2 separate regions of the Gossypium arboreum genome follow, and region 2 is linked to region 1. A link is a contact called in public Hi-C data. All regions are on one chromosome and are shown on one strand. The core of a region is the stretch at or near the end of the contact, and the rest is flanking DNA. Distances in the headings are between cores, read along the strand shown.

Evidence for each region. Hi-C and Micro-C count contacts between places; a contact is called where the count stands out from the background.
Region 2: a Hi-C map of leaf shows a contact between it and region 1, with 3 times the contacts expected there. The contact joins the promoter of LOC108476074 here to the enhancer-like site in region 1. A contact is called at or near these places in 4 of 5 Hi-C or Micro-C datasets (all in leaf).

Annotation. Positions count from the first base shown.
Region 1 is chr3:12,491,758-12,497,844 of ASM2569848v2, reverse strand. It overlaps LOC108475972 (paired amphipathic helix protein Sin3-like 4), which reads right to left. Exons shown (of 24, transcript XM_017777993.2): 22 at 5,895-6,006; 23 at 5,594-5,776; 24 at 4,797-5,405. The coding sequence ends at 5,603. Among protein-coding and RNA genes, the nearest start is that of LOC108475972, 12 kb to the right of the region's middle. Within about 2 kb of position 3,919, at least 2 of the 2 cell types and tissues checked have an H3K27ac peak or open chromatin away from gene starts, as enhancers often do. A contact at or near this core is called in leaf, where this site is marked.
Region 2 is chr3:12,552,330-12,558,602 of ASM2569848v2, reverse strand. LOC108476074 (pyruvate dehydrogenase E1 component subunit alpha, mitochondrial-like) reads right to left here and starts at 1,413. Exons shown (of 8, transcript XM_017778144.2): 1 at 529-1,413; 2 at 374-453. The coding sequence starts at 1,228.

The sequences.
Region 1 (6,087 bases), core at 2,670-5,169:
TAGAATTGAGCAAAAGATGACTTCTTGATGGGCAAGGAATTTGCAAACTGAAGTTTTGTGAACACTGCATTTTGGGGAAGCAAAAGAAAGTTCGATTCACTAGAGGAATCCATAACATGAAGGGAAGGTAGGAGTATATTCATTCTGATCTGTGGGGGCCATCAAGAGTTCCTTAGAGAGGTAGAGCTAATTATATGCTAACTTTTATTGATGATTTTTCTCGAAAAGTTTGGGCGTTTTTCCTGAAGTAGAAAAGCGATGTGTTTCCCGTATTTAAGTCTTGGAAAACTATTATTGAAAATAGATGGGAAAATAAATAAAATACCTCTGCACAGACAATGCCTTAAAGTTTTGTTCTGATGAGTTTAATAAACTGTGCAAGTCAGAAGGGATCGTGAGACACTTGACAGCTCTCCACAGGAAAACGGTGTTGCAGAACGAATGAACAGAACGATCATGGAGAAGGTTCAATGTATGTTGTCAAATGCTAACTTACCAAAGTCGTTTTGGGCTAAAGCAGCCTCTACTACATTTTTTTTATCAACCGATCTCTATCCATTGCCATTAAGAAAAAGACTCCATAAGAGGTATGGTCTGGTAATCCTGCTGACTATTCTGATTTAAAGATCTTTGGGTGTTCTATGTATGCTCATGTTGATAATGGAAAATTGGAACCGAGATCAATTAAATGTGTTTTTTCTTGGTTATAAAGCTGGTGTAAAATGGTATAAGTTATGGTGTCCTAAAAATAGAAAAGTTGTGATTAGCAGAGATGTTGTTTTTGATGAAACTGCTATGTTACCTAACTTATCTCTTAAAGACTCTTCCAATAAAGAAAATAAAAAGCAGGTGGAGTGTCAGATTAATCTAGAATCTACAACAAAGTTGACTCCTTAAGCTAGCACAAAAATTCATAATAGAGTTACTTCTTCACCACAATACTCTATCTCCAAAAATAAAACTAGAAGAGAAATTAAACCTCCAAAGAAATATACCGAAGCTGATCTAGTTGCTTATGCTTTAAATGTGGCTGAAGATATAGATGCAAACCAAGAGCCATCTAATTATTCTAAGGCAGTTAGTTGTGAAGACTCAGAAAAGTGGATGTTTGCTATGCAAGAGGAGATGGAATCACTCCAAAAACAGAACATGGGATTTTGTAAAACTTCCTAAAGATAAAAAAGTTGTTCATTGTAAATGGGTGTTTAAAAAGAAAGAAATGACTCTAGGAGTTGAAGAACCTAAATATAAAGCAAGGTTTGTTGCAAAGAGTTACAGTCAAATTCCAGGAATAGACTTCACAGATGTGTTCTCTCTAGTTGTAAAGCATAGTTTGATTTGAGTTTTGCTTGGTATTGTTGTCATGCATGATTTGGAGCTTGAGCACTTAGATGTAAAAACTGCATTTTTGTATGGAGAACTTGAGGAGGATATTTACATGCAACAACCAAAGAGTTTTATAGTCTCAAAAAAAGAGGACTATGTTTGCTTGCTGAAAAAGTCCCTTTACAGTTTGAAACAGTCACCAAGACAGTGGTACAAAAGGTTTAATTCTTTTATGACTTCTCATGATTTCAAAAGAAGTAGCTTTGACAGTTGTGTTTACTTTAAGTAAAACAGTGATGGTTCTTTTGTGTATCTACTCCTTTATGTTGATAACATGTTGATAACAACAAAAGATAAATGAGAGAAAAGAAAGGTCAAAGCCCAACTAAGTGAAGAATTTGAGATGAAAGATTTGGGACCAGCAAAGAAGATACTTGGTATGGAGATTCTCAGAGATAGAAAAGTAAGTAAACTGTACCTAAGTCAGAAGGGGTACATTGAGAAAGTTCTTTGCAGGTTCAATATGCAGAGTGCTAAGCCTGTTAGTACTCCTTTAGCAGCCCATTTCAGACTTTCATAGGTTTGTCTCCACAATCAAATGATGAGATTGAGTACATCTTACATGTTCCATACTCTAATACAGTAGGATCTCTCATGTATGTTATGGTTTGTTCACGTCTAGATTTATCATATGCAGTCAATGCAGTTAGCAGATACATGGCGAATCTCGGTAAAGAACATTAGAAAGCAGTTCAGTAGATTTTAAGATACTTATGAGGTACTATTAATGTTTACTTATAGTTTGGAAGAACTAGAGATAGAGTCATTGCGTATGTTGATGCTGATTTTGCTGGAGACCTTGATAGAAGAAGATCTTTTACAGGTTATGTCTTTACAATCGGAGGTTATGCAATCAGTTGGAAAACCACTTTGCAAATTACAGTCACTTTGTCTACCACTGAAGTTGAGTACATAGCGATTATTGAAGCTTGTAAAGAAGCTATTTGGTTGAAAGAACTCTTTAGTGAACTCAATGAACACCTTCAAATCAGTATAATATTTTGTGACAGTCAAAGTGTCATCTTCCTTACAAAAGATCAAATGTTTCATGAGAGAACAAAACACACTGATGTTCGATATCATTTTATTCGTGATATTATTGCTTGTGGTGATATTGTTGAGAGCAAAATTAGTACTCATGAAAATCTTGCAGATATGATGATTAAGTCACTTCCTATAACCAAGTTTGACCATTGCTTCAACTTGGTTAGTGTTCGTTGTTGAAGTTAAACCCTTAAGGGGTTTTATGGAAGAGGTGGAGAACTTATTCGTTAAGATTTCGCGATGAAAAACTTGTTCATTGAGAATTCGTGTCAAGGTGGAGATTGTTAGAATTAAGTGACCCGAATCCTTATTTAAATAAAATACAGTGGTGAAATAAAATAAAAGTAAAATCCATATAGAACTACACTTCTTTTATTTTATTTTAGAATAAGGTTTTTTAAACCTTATTAAACTCCATCTATTTGATATTGATTAAAATAAGGTGTTCCAGTCTTACTACACTTCTATTAGAATATGATTTTACAAGCCTATAAATAGACATAGTCTACTCCTCTTTTAAATTATTTGAATTCGACATAGTGAATTTTTTTCTCCTCTGCCCGTGATTTTTTCCCAAAAGGGTTTCCACGTAAAAATCTGTGTGTTCTTTATTTTTATTTCTCTTTTCTTTGCGATATATTGTCATTACCGATATTCTATTTTTTACTGAATCACTAGATTTATTTGTTGAAGTAATATATGTTTTCTCAATTTAATGATTAGTTTAATATAAGATTAATTATTTATTTCAAATATTTAAGTAATTGAATAAATATTTATTTTAGATTAAATGATGAATTTTAAAGTGGAACATCATATTTTCTAAATATTTGAAATGAAAGAAATTTAAACTATGTTGCACATATCATGATTTTAATGGGTTAAAATAGAATCTTTGAAAATTATTTAATCGATAATTTTAATTTCTTATTCAAAATTAATATGTGACCCAAATTAACGCAAGTCGACCATATGGTGAAGGGAAGCTACTTGCGGAGCTAGTAAGCTTATGCTGCCTAAGGGAGGCATAATCTGTGGCAGTTTAGTGTCTTTAGGACACTAGGATCGACTGGCCAGCTATTTTCAATTGAAGTGTAATTTCAATTAATATTAAACCTCTCTAGTTAACTCTCTGTAAATTACCAATATTGGCATACCATAGCAGATCCATTAAACTAGAAAAATCCTAATTTTTAATATTGCTAAACATGAAGAGAGTTTTTTTCTGAAATTGCTTTCTTTACGATTCTTTTAGGATTGTTTGTCTTTGTGTTAGGTACGATGCTTATACATTGTGCAATCCACAAAAAACATTGAGAGGAAAATTGAAACCCCAAAGTCACCTGCATGCTATTTTTTAGACAAAACACATTAAGGCCATTCAATGTATAGTTGGAAAACGGAAACTTGTTTCATCAATCGACGAGCTTCTGCAGCTATAGCGTCTGATGATACAATTTGTGCACTTAAGACCCGTATGTTGGCCAACAACGGTGCCATTTTCCAGTGAGTGGACAGAATGTGATGTTGATGTTGATCATTTTAACCAGCATTATCGGGATGAATAACAACCGACGGGGCAGCTTTAAACTCCCATCCAATGTTTTGCTCGGGATTACCTTGTTACCGAGATGATGTTATAATACCGCTGCACAGCTCCATATTTCCTTCGAATCCGATCAGAATGCAGTACAATCATTGACATCCATTGTTTAGGTTGAAGAGCATTACGCGTGCCTGCAATAGCTGGTAACGGGAAGCCAGTTAGGCAGAAGACACTAGCTTATGCCTACGCTCAATAAGTCCACCCACTTCCATGATTTAAGCTTCTCTTTGATTTTTTTTTTTTTTTTTTATATGTTAGAGAGAACTCAACAAACCCCCATGACCTCTCGCTTCAATATTGGTTTGACTCTATTTTTTTAACCACCAAAGCTCCTCATTTTCTCTAACCCTCCTTGATTTCATGTCTAACTCCTCGTTTTCCCCTCTTTCACCCATGATACGTAAGCACAGAGTAATTATTCAATCCTGACTAGACCTAATCCAATAGGATCGGTCTAATTCTCCAATTAGTCACGTCAAGCCCAAGCCCCCGCCCAGGATGATTAACAAAATACCTTCTTAGTATATATATATATGTGTGATAAAAAAATTTATATTAACATCTGCTATAGCATAATTATACCTAAAACAATTAACAATATTTTATTTTATTAAAATAATAAAAATATAAAAGAAATTATCATACCCAATTAGATTAACATTTAATTTTGAATCAAGACAGCACGTTACTTCCCTCTACTCAGAACCACGATATTTAACTTCAATTTACAATGCAGCGCAGATTCATAAACTCACTCTAATTCCACAAAGATTTTTCATGTAAATAATTCGTTTTATCTATACAAATAACATATTCAAATATACAAATACAACACACATTTTATATTATGCTTTTTAAAAATAACATAATTTAAACATCCTACAAATATTACTGTAAATAAATAAAAGAAGTTGAGGGTTTCAGATATTCGATCCGTTCCATGTCTCACTCGATTTTTACAAGTGTAAAGCTGATAGATAAGCACGTCCAAAACAATATAATAATAAAAGCGAAACAAATGCATGCCAACAAATAAGAAGAGGGAGCACAAAGATAAATAATAATATGAATGGATAATGAACATTTATGTCGAGTATTACACCAGAACAAGATATCATATTACCCTCCTATGTACAGTAGACGACTGTGGTTCAAAATACCACCACCAACTTACAAAGATTTAACTACAATTCTTTTGAGCCCTCAAAATCTATTCCTTTATTTCCTTGGTCATATATATGATAGTACATTGAGCCATGATTTCATTTCAAAAATAATAAAATAAAAAGGTTTCCACTTGCTCTTTGGCATTGTCAACTCTTTCACCCGCTCCCCTAACGCCTGTGTTTGTATGTAATTAATGAATTACCTAACTGACAAAACACACAGAAATCTGAAGCCAAATATGTCGGCGAATGTTTCTTTTTTCTTAATTTTATTTAACTTATATATATATATATATATGAAACGGATTTAACTCAAAGGGGAAATTATGCTTCATTATTGTCCTTTAATTCAGAGCAAACAGAACATAGCAGCAAATGGATACAGACGTACCATATCTACTTATGCCATGGAAGTATATGCTAGAAGTAATCTCTGATATCGCTGTTGTCTTCGTAGTCTAATTGAATTCCCATTTGAAACCGTTGCCCGGTTTTGGCATTGGCTGTTCTGGTTCAAGGCTGATTTCCATTTCACTCTGAACAAAAAATCTTCCGTGTCCAAAACATAAGACACCTACCAGGTACCAATTCCACTCAATTAACTAATCATATAAATATATTGACAAGAAATGCAACCTTAAGGAATATTAGTAAATTTCACCAAGGAGAAGGAATTTCTAATGGGATTATACCTTGGAAGAATTGCAAGCAATCTTGCACTCCAAACCATTAACCACTTTAAGTCCTTCTGTTGTCCGGCATGTTGAAGAGAGTTCATCACCACCCGCACATTTGCGTACATTCCTGCAAACACCATACTTAAATATCATGTTAACTTCAAGGACTATATGTCAAGAACCACATCTATAGTCATTATTAGTCAAT
Region 2 (6,273 bases), core at 164-2,663, 63 kb before region 1:
GGCATTCTTTTTGCATCAATGCCTTACATCTTAGAAGAAAACAACCTTAAATATTAAGAACCCATAGTATAAGCAGGAAAAATCCCTTGAGATTCTGCTTTTCTGAAACTTCATTCAAACTTTTAGCTTCTAATATAAAAGGATAAGAGAACAAAACAACAATATAAAACCAGCAGAAGAAGTATCTCACATGGCACAAAATCACAACTATCACAGTTTTTTACCATCCACTATCACTCTTACGACATCTACGGTCGTAGTCACTTCGACATCACATACATCTAAATCCTCATTTACTTAATAATCATAATAACAATACTAAAGAACCAACAAATTATAACCACTATTTATCTCTCAGCCAACCAAGTCTCACCTTCAAACCAGGAGCATAATCCCCACGTTTGTAGTAAGCAGGACTCTTTGCGGCTCTCCATTCAGCCGTCCCCATACCATCTGTTACATCAAATAAATAAAGTCCACAAAAATTTAATAGACCAATAAAATTTCATTCCAATTCAAATTGCTCACAATGATTATTCTCGCAGACCAAAATTGCAGGCAGATCCCAAAGTGCAGAGATGTTCAAAGCCTCAAACAACTGCCCTTGATTAGCAGCCCCATCACCATATAAAGCAAAGGTGACCGCTTCGTCTTTAGAATACTTTTGGGCAAACGCCAAGCCACATCCTAAAGGAACCTGGGCTCCGACAATCCCGTGACCGCCATAGAAATTTGAATCCTTCTTGTAAAAATGCATCGAACCTCCTTTGCCCCTAGAACATCCAGCCTGGCGTCCCATCAGCTCGGCGAAAACTTCCAGCAGGGTCCCACCGCGAGCGACGAACGTGCAGTGGTCACGATAGGCGGTTATGATACAGTCCTTTTTAGTTATGGAAGCTTCCATGCCGACGGCGACAGCTTCTTGACCGTCGTACAAGTGGCAGAAACCGCGGATGAGCTTGGCTTTGTAGAGTGAATCGGCAGCGATCTCCATCCGACGCATCAGCGCCATGTCCCGGAAGAAGGTGAGGAGCTCCTTGGCATTGGTCTGGACGGAGCGTGAGGGGGTGTCGCACTGGTGAGAGGTGAAAGGAACGGAGGTCTCCACAGTTATGGGAGTGGTATCGGTGGAGATCGGGCGTCGGAGGGAGATGGCAGAGCAGAGGGGTTTCAGAAGATCAGCGGAGCGTGAAGAAGAAGAAGAAGAGGCGAGCCGCGATAGAGCCATGCCCACCGTCGTATTAAGAGATGGCGGTTGATCGGATCTAAAGAGAGAGCGAAGGAAAAAGGAAAGCGAATAAGAGAGTTTGGTATATTTGGTGGAGAGGAATTAAATATTGAGTGTTGTAGCGGGGGAGATTTTCAACTCTTCACTGCTTCTAAAGAATTATTTTTAAACATTATTCCATATCCCATTTTAATCGTAATATAATAATCCTTAAATATATCTAATCAAGTCAATTAGATCGCTTTTAATGTAGAGCATCTTTCTAAATCTCTCGAAAATTTTATTTTTATTAATAATTTTATTCTTAAATCGAATTTTAACCAATCAAATTTTTAATAATTTATAATAATTTCTTTCTTTATTAAATTTAAAATATAAATTAGAAGACATAAACAATAAAATAAGAATAAAATAAGATAATAAAGAAAGCACATTTATTGTATTTCTAGTTATGTAAATGATGGAATTAAAGATTATTGAACAAGGAAAAGTTAAGCATGAAAAAGTAGATATAAATAATTTGACGGTAACCTCTGATGCTGTTGATTGGCCAGCAAAAGGAAAAAACCAAGCAAACCTTAGATGATGTTGACTTGTAGTTGCAATTTATTTTGGTAAAGGAATTGGTGCGGCACTGCACACGGGGTTGGTGGCTTGGCGGCCTGCTTAATACTTTATTCTTATTACCTAACACTCTGAATAGACTGCCTATTTCATTATCCGCTGCCTAAATTAGACAACATATTTCTTATTCTAACTCAATCAATTTAAGGAATAACAATTAATACTAATTTTTATACATAATTGGAATTAATGAATAATTAATTATTTATTATTATAAATATCTTATTAAGTAGATGTTTATTATGATCAAGGTAAAGTTTTGATATATTTTAAATTCTAATAATTATTAAAATTAGATCTCTACTTCTTTTATACTTCTTATGCTTATAAATAGAAATTATGATGAAGCATTGTAATTATCCATTTGATTTATAAAGTATATTCTCTATTGCTTTCATATTTTCTTTGTTCTTTATTCTCTCTATCTTTCTTTATTTTATAACACGTTATCAACACGATGATTCTCTATTTTTTCAAAATATTTCGAAGTCGTCCCACAAATCAAATTCTTTTTCACCTTAAACTTCCACCCTTACAACTTCATCTTCAGGATGTTGAAAGATTCAATCTCAGAATGGATACTCATGATAATAGTCAAGATGATGACAATGATGTTAAAGATCTTCAGATGTATTTTACTATATTTTATTTATTATATCATGTTTATTATAATTGGAGAATAATCATGACAACATGAATGGATAGATTCTGATTTAAAATCCACGCATGTTTACGATGGTGATTATGGAATAAAAAATCAATAGAGGTTGTCCTACTAGATTTGTTACATTCCCTAAAGTGAATGCAAACATAAAGAAAATAAAAGATATAATTAAGGACCACTAAAAGTAGGAACATAGTAATAAATAAGAGAACAATAAGAGTTCTCAAGATAGCTCTTCAAAGGATAAAGAATTTATGTTATCAATGTAATACGAAATATTATTGGCCACATATGTGGCGTATGTCCAAATATTTTGTTTCTGTTAATATTCTTTGAGGAATGATATGAAAATGTAGTAATGAATTCTATCATTACAGATAGAAAATATTTATATTATTTGGTACTGAAACAAACAAATATTATTTCAATATTTGATGGTACAAAATTAGTTGAAAGCTTGAAGAGCTAATATATCAATATCTAAAAAGCATAAACTTTGTGATGGTTAATGAATTACTTTTAAAATATATTTATAATGAATCTCATATTAAAATTGTGAATGAGGAAAATATTATATTTCATATAAAAAAAAGATTGAGTTATTAATTTATATTTATTTGATAATATTTGTGATCTTTTTTCTCATCATCCCATTAAAGGGTTGAAAGCAAAATATTTGACTGTGAAAGATTTATTTATGAACAATATATGATAATGCTATCTAAAACTTATTATGGTTGGACGCACCTAAAGTTGCAAGTTTTTTTAAAAAACTGCGAGTATAACTCTACAGTATTCAGAATATGTTCTCAATTAAAATTACGTGGTAAAATATCATTGATGCGAACTTGCAAGAGAGAAAACTTATGTATGAAAAGTCATTGGTTCTGTACCTGTTCTACACCTGGAAAATAAAATCTACTCTCAAAGTTTTATATTAATAAATTTTTGGGCATTTGAAGATTTTGACATATTCCCTAAAGCGAATACTGCATATAATTATTTAGAAATTATATTTATTGACTTAGTGGCATTATAGACTTCATATTGATTTAGATATTTCCAATAGTAAATGTCACAATAGTACTTATATGTGGACACATATTAAAAGGAATGATAATAAAATTATCAATTTGTTACAATTCAGTACAATTGAAACAAATGTTAAAGTAAACCAAAAGTTTACTAATACAAATGCATTTACTACTTGGCGTGACTAGTTAGACCATCCTGGATCATATATAATGCGAAAATTAATTGAGAACTCATGTAGACATCTATTAAAGAACCAGAAGATTCTTTAATTTAAATAATTCTCATTTGTTATTTGTTCTCAATGAAAATTGATTATTAGAAACTCACTAGCTAAAGTTGAGATTTAATGTATTGCATTTCTGAAATGAATATGGGCCCATTCATCCACCATGTGGATGGTTTTGATATTATTTGATTTTGGTAGATGCGTCTACAAAATAATCACATATTTTATCAACTCGCAACCTGTCGTTTGCGAGATTACTTGTTTAAATGATTAATTTTAGATTATGCATTTAAAATAATTCATCTTGCTAAAGTTGGTAAGTTTACATCCCAAGTTTTCAATGATTATTGCATGTCAATTGAGATAAAAGTTGAACATCCTGTAGCTTATGTTCACACACAAAATGATTTAACTGAATTGTTTATCAAATGCCTCCAACTAATAGCTAAATCATTACTTATGAGAACAAAAATTTTCTATTTTAGCATAAAATTGTATCGATTTACATGTTATACGCATCAAACCAATAAATTATAAATACTTCCCATTACAATTAATTTTTGGTCAAGAGCCAAATATTTCCCATCTTACAATTTTTGGATGTGCGATATATGTTCCAACTGCTCCACCACAATGCACAAAGATAGGTCATAATAAGAGACTGGGAATGTAATTTATATGAGTCTCCTTATAATATTTTTGAGCTATTAATTCAATATTTAGTTATGACATGAGTTGTCATTTTTCCCAACATTAGGGGGAGAGAATAAAAAGTTGGATTAATAAAATACTTGAAATAAATTATCAATGTCTAAGACCTTCATACAAAACAATGTGAACTAAAAGTTCAATAGATAATTCATTTTACAAATTAACCGCTAAATTCAATAAATCTCACATACCAACTAAAAATGCTTCGATACGAATTGATGTCCTAATAGGGCAAAATGTTAGTGCAAAATAAAGTAAACCATGCTTGAAGTGTGGAAGACCGGCCGGTTCCAAAGATAAAAATCCTCGTAAAAAAAAAAGAGCAAACATTCAAGATGATCATATAGTGGAGGCGGGGCTTCCTGAAGAGACCCATGAAATAACTAATTATAAAACTTAAGAAAAGATTCAGGTACCTAAAAGTGAATATGGAAATAATGAAAATAAAGAGATCTCGATAAGTTATGTCAATATGAGAAAAAGACGGAACCAAAAAAAAATGTAGTTGTCGACAACAATTTTGCTTATAATGTTGCTATTGAAATAACAAAAGAAAATGAGGATCTCGAGCCTAAATCTACTAATGATTGTAAAAATAGAAAAAATTGGCCAAAATAGAAAGATGCAATTCAAGCAAAATTGAATTCACTGTCTAAACGTGAAGTTTTTAGACTTGTAGTCCAAACACCTAAAATTGTAAAACCGGTAGGATATAAATGGGTATTTGTGCAAAAATGAAATGAAATTAATGAAATCGTAAGATATAAAGCTCAACTTGTAGCGCAAAGATTTTCACAAGGACCCGACATTGATTACAAAGAGACATATTCTCTTTTGGTGGATGTAATCATATTTAGATATCTTATTAGTTTGGCAGTACGTGAAAAACTTGACATGCATCTAATAGATGTTGTTACATCCTATTAATATGGTACACTTGATAGTGAAATTTATATGAAAATCCTTAAATGATTTAAAATCCCAAAAGGATATAGAGTTTCTTGAGAAAATTGCTCAATCAGATTAAAGAAAAGTTTATGTAGATTAAAACAATCTAGATGTATGTGGTACAATCGTCTTAGTGAATACTTATTAAAAGAATGTTACAAAAATGATCTAATTTGTCCATGTGTCTTTATAAAAAGGTTTGGATCAGATTTTGTAATAATTGTTGTTTATGTTGATGATTTAAATATTATTAGAACTACTGAAGAGCTTCAAAATACAATAAATTGTTTAAAGAAAGAATTTGAGATGAAATATCTTGGAAAAACAAATTTTTATATTGGCTTACAAATCGGGCATCTAAAAGATGAAATTCATGTTCAATAATCAACTTATTTGGAAAAGATATTATAGAAATTTTACATGGATAAAGCAACCAATTAAGTACTCTGATGGTTGTGCGATCGTTAGATGTGAATAAAGATCAATTTTGTCCTTATAAGAATGATGAAGAGTTTCTTGGTCCTAAAGTACCATATCTAAGTGTCATAAGGGCATTGATGTATCTTGCAAATAGCACAAGACCTATTATAACTTTCGTTATAAACTTGTTAACAAGATTTAGTTTTTCTCCAACATGTAGACATTTGAATGGAATTAAACATATATTTAGATATTTCAGAGGGACCATTGATATGAGGTTATTTTATTCAAATGATGCAAAATCTCTATTAGTTGGCTATGTTGATGCTGGATACTTATCAGATCTATATAAAGGTCGATCTCAAATAGGATATTTATTTACATGGGGGTACAACCATATCATGGCGTTCAACAAAG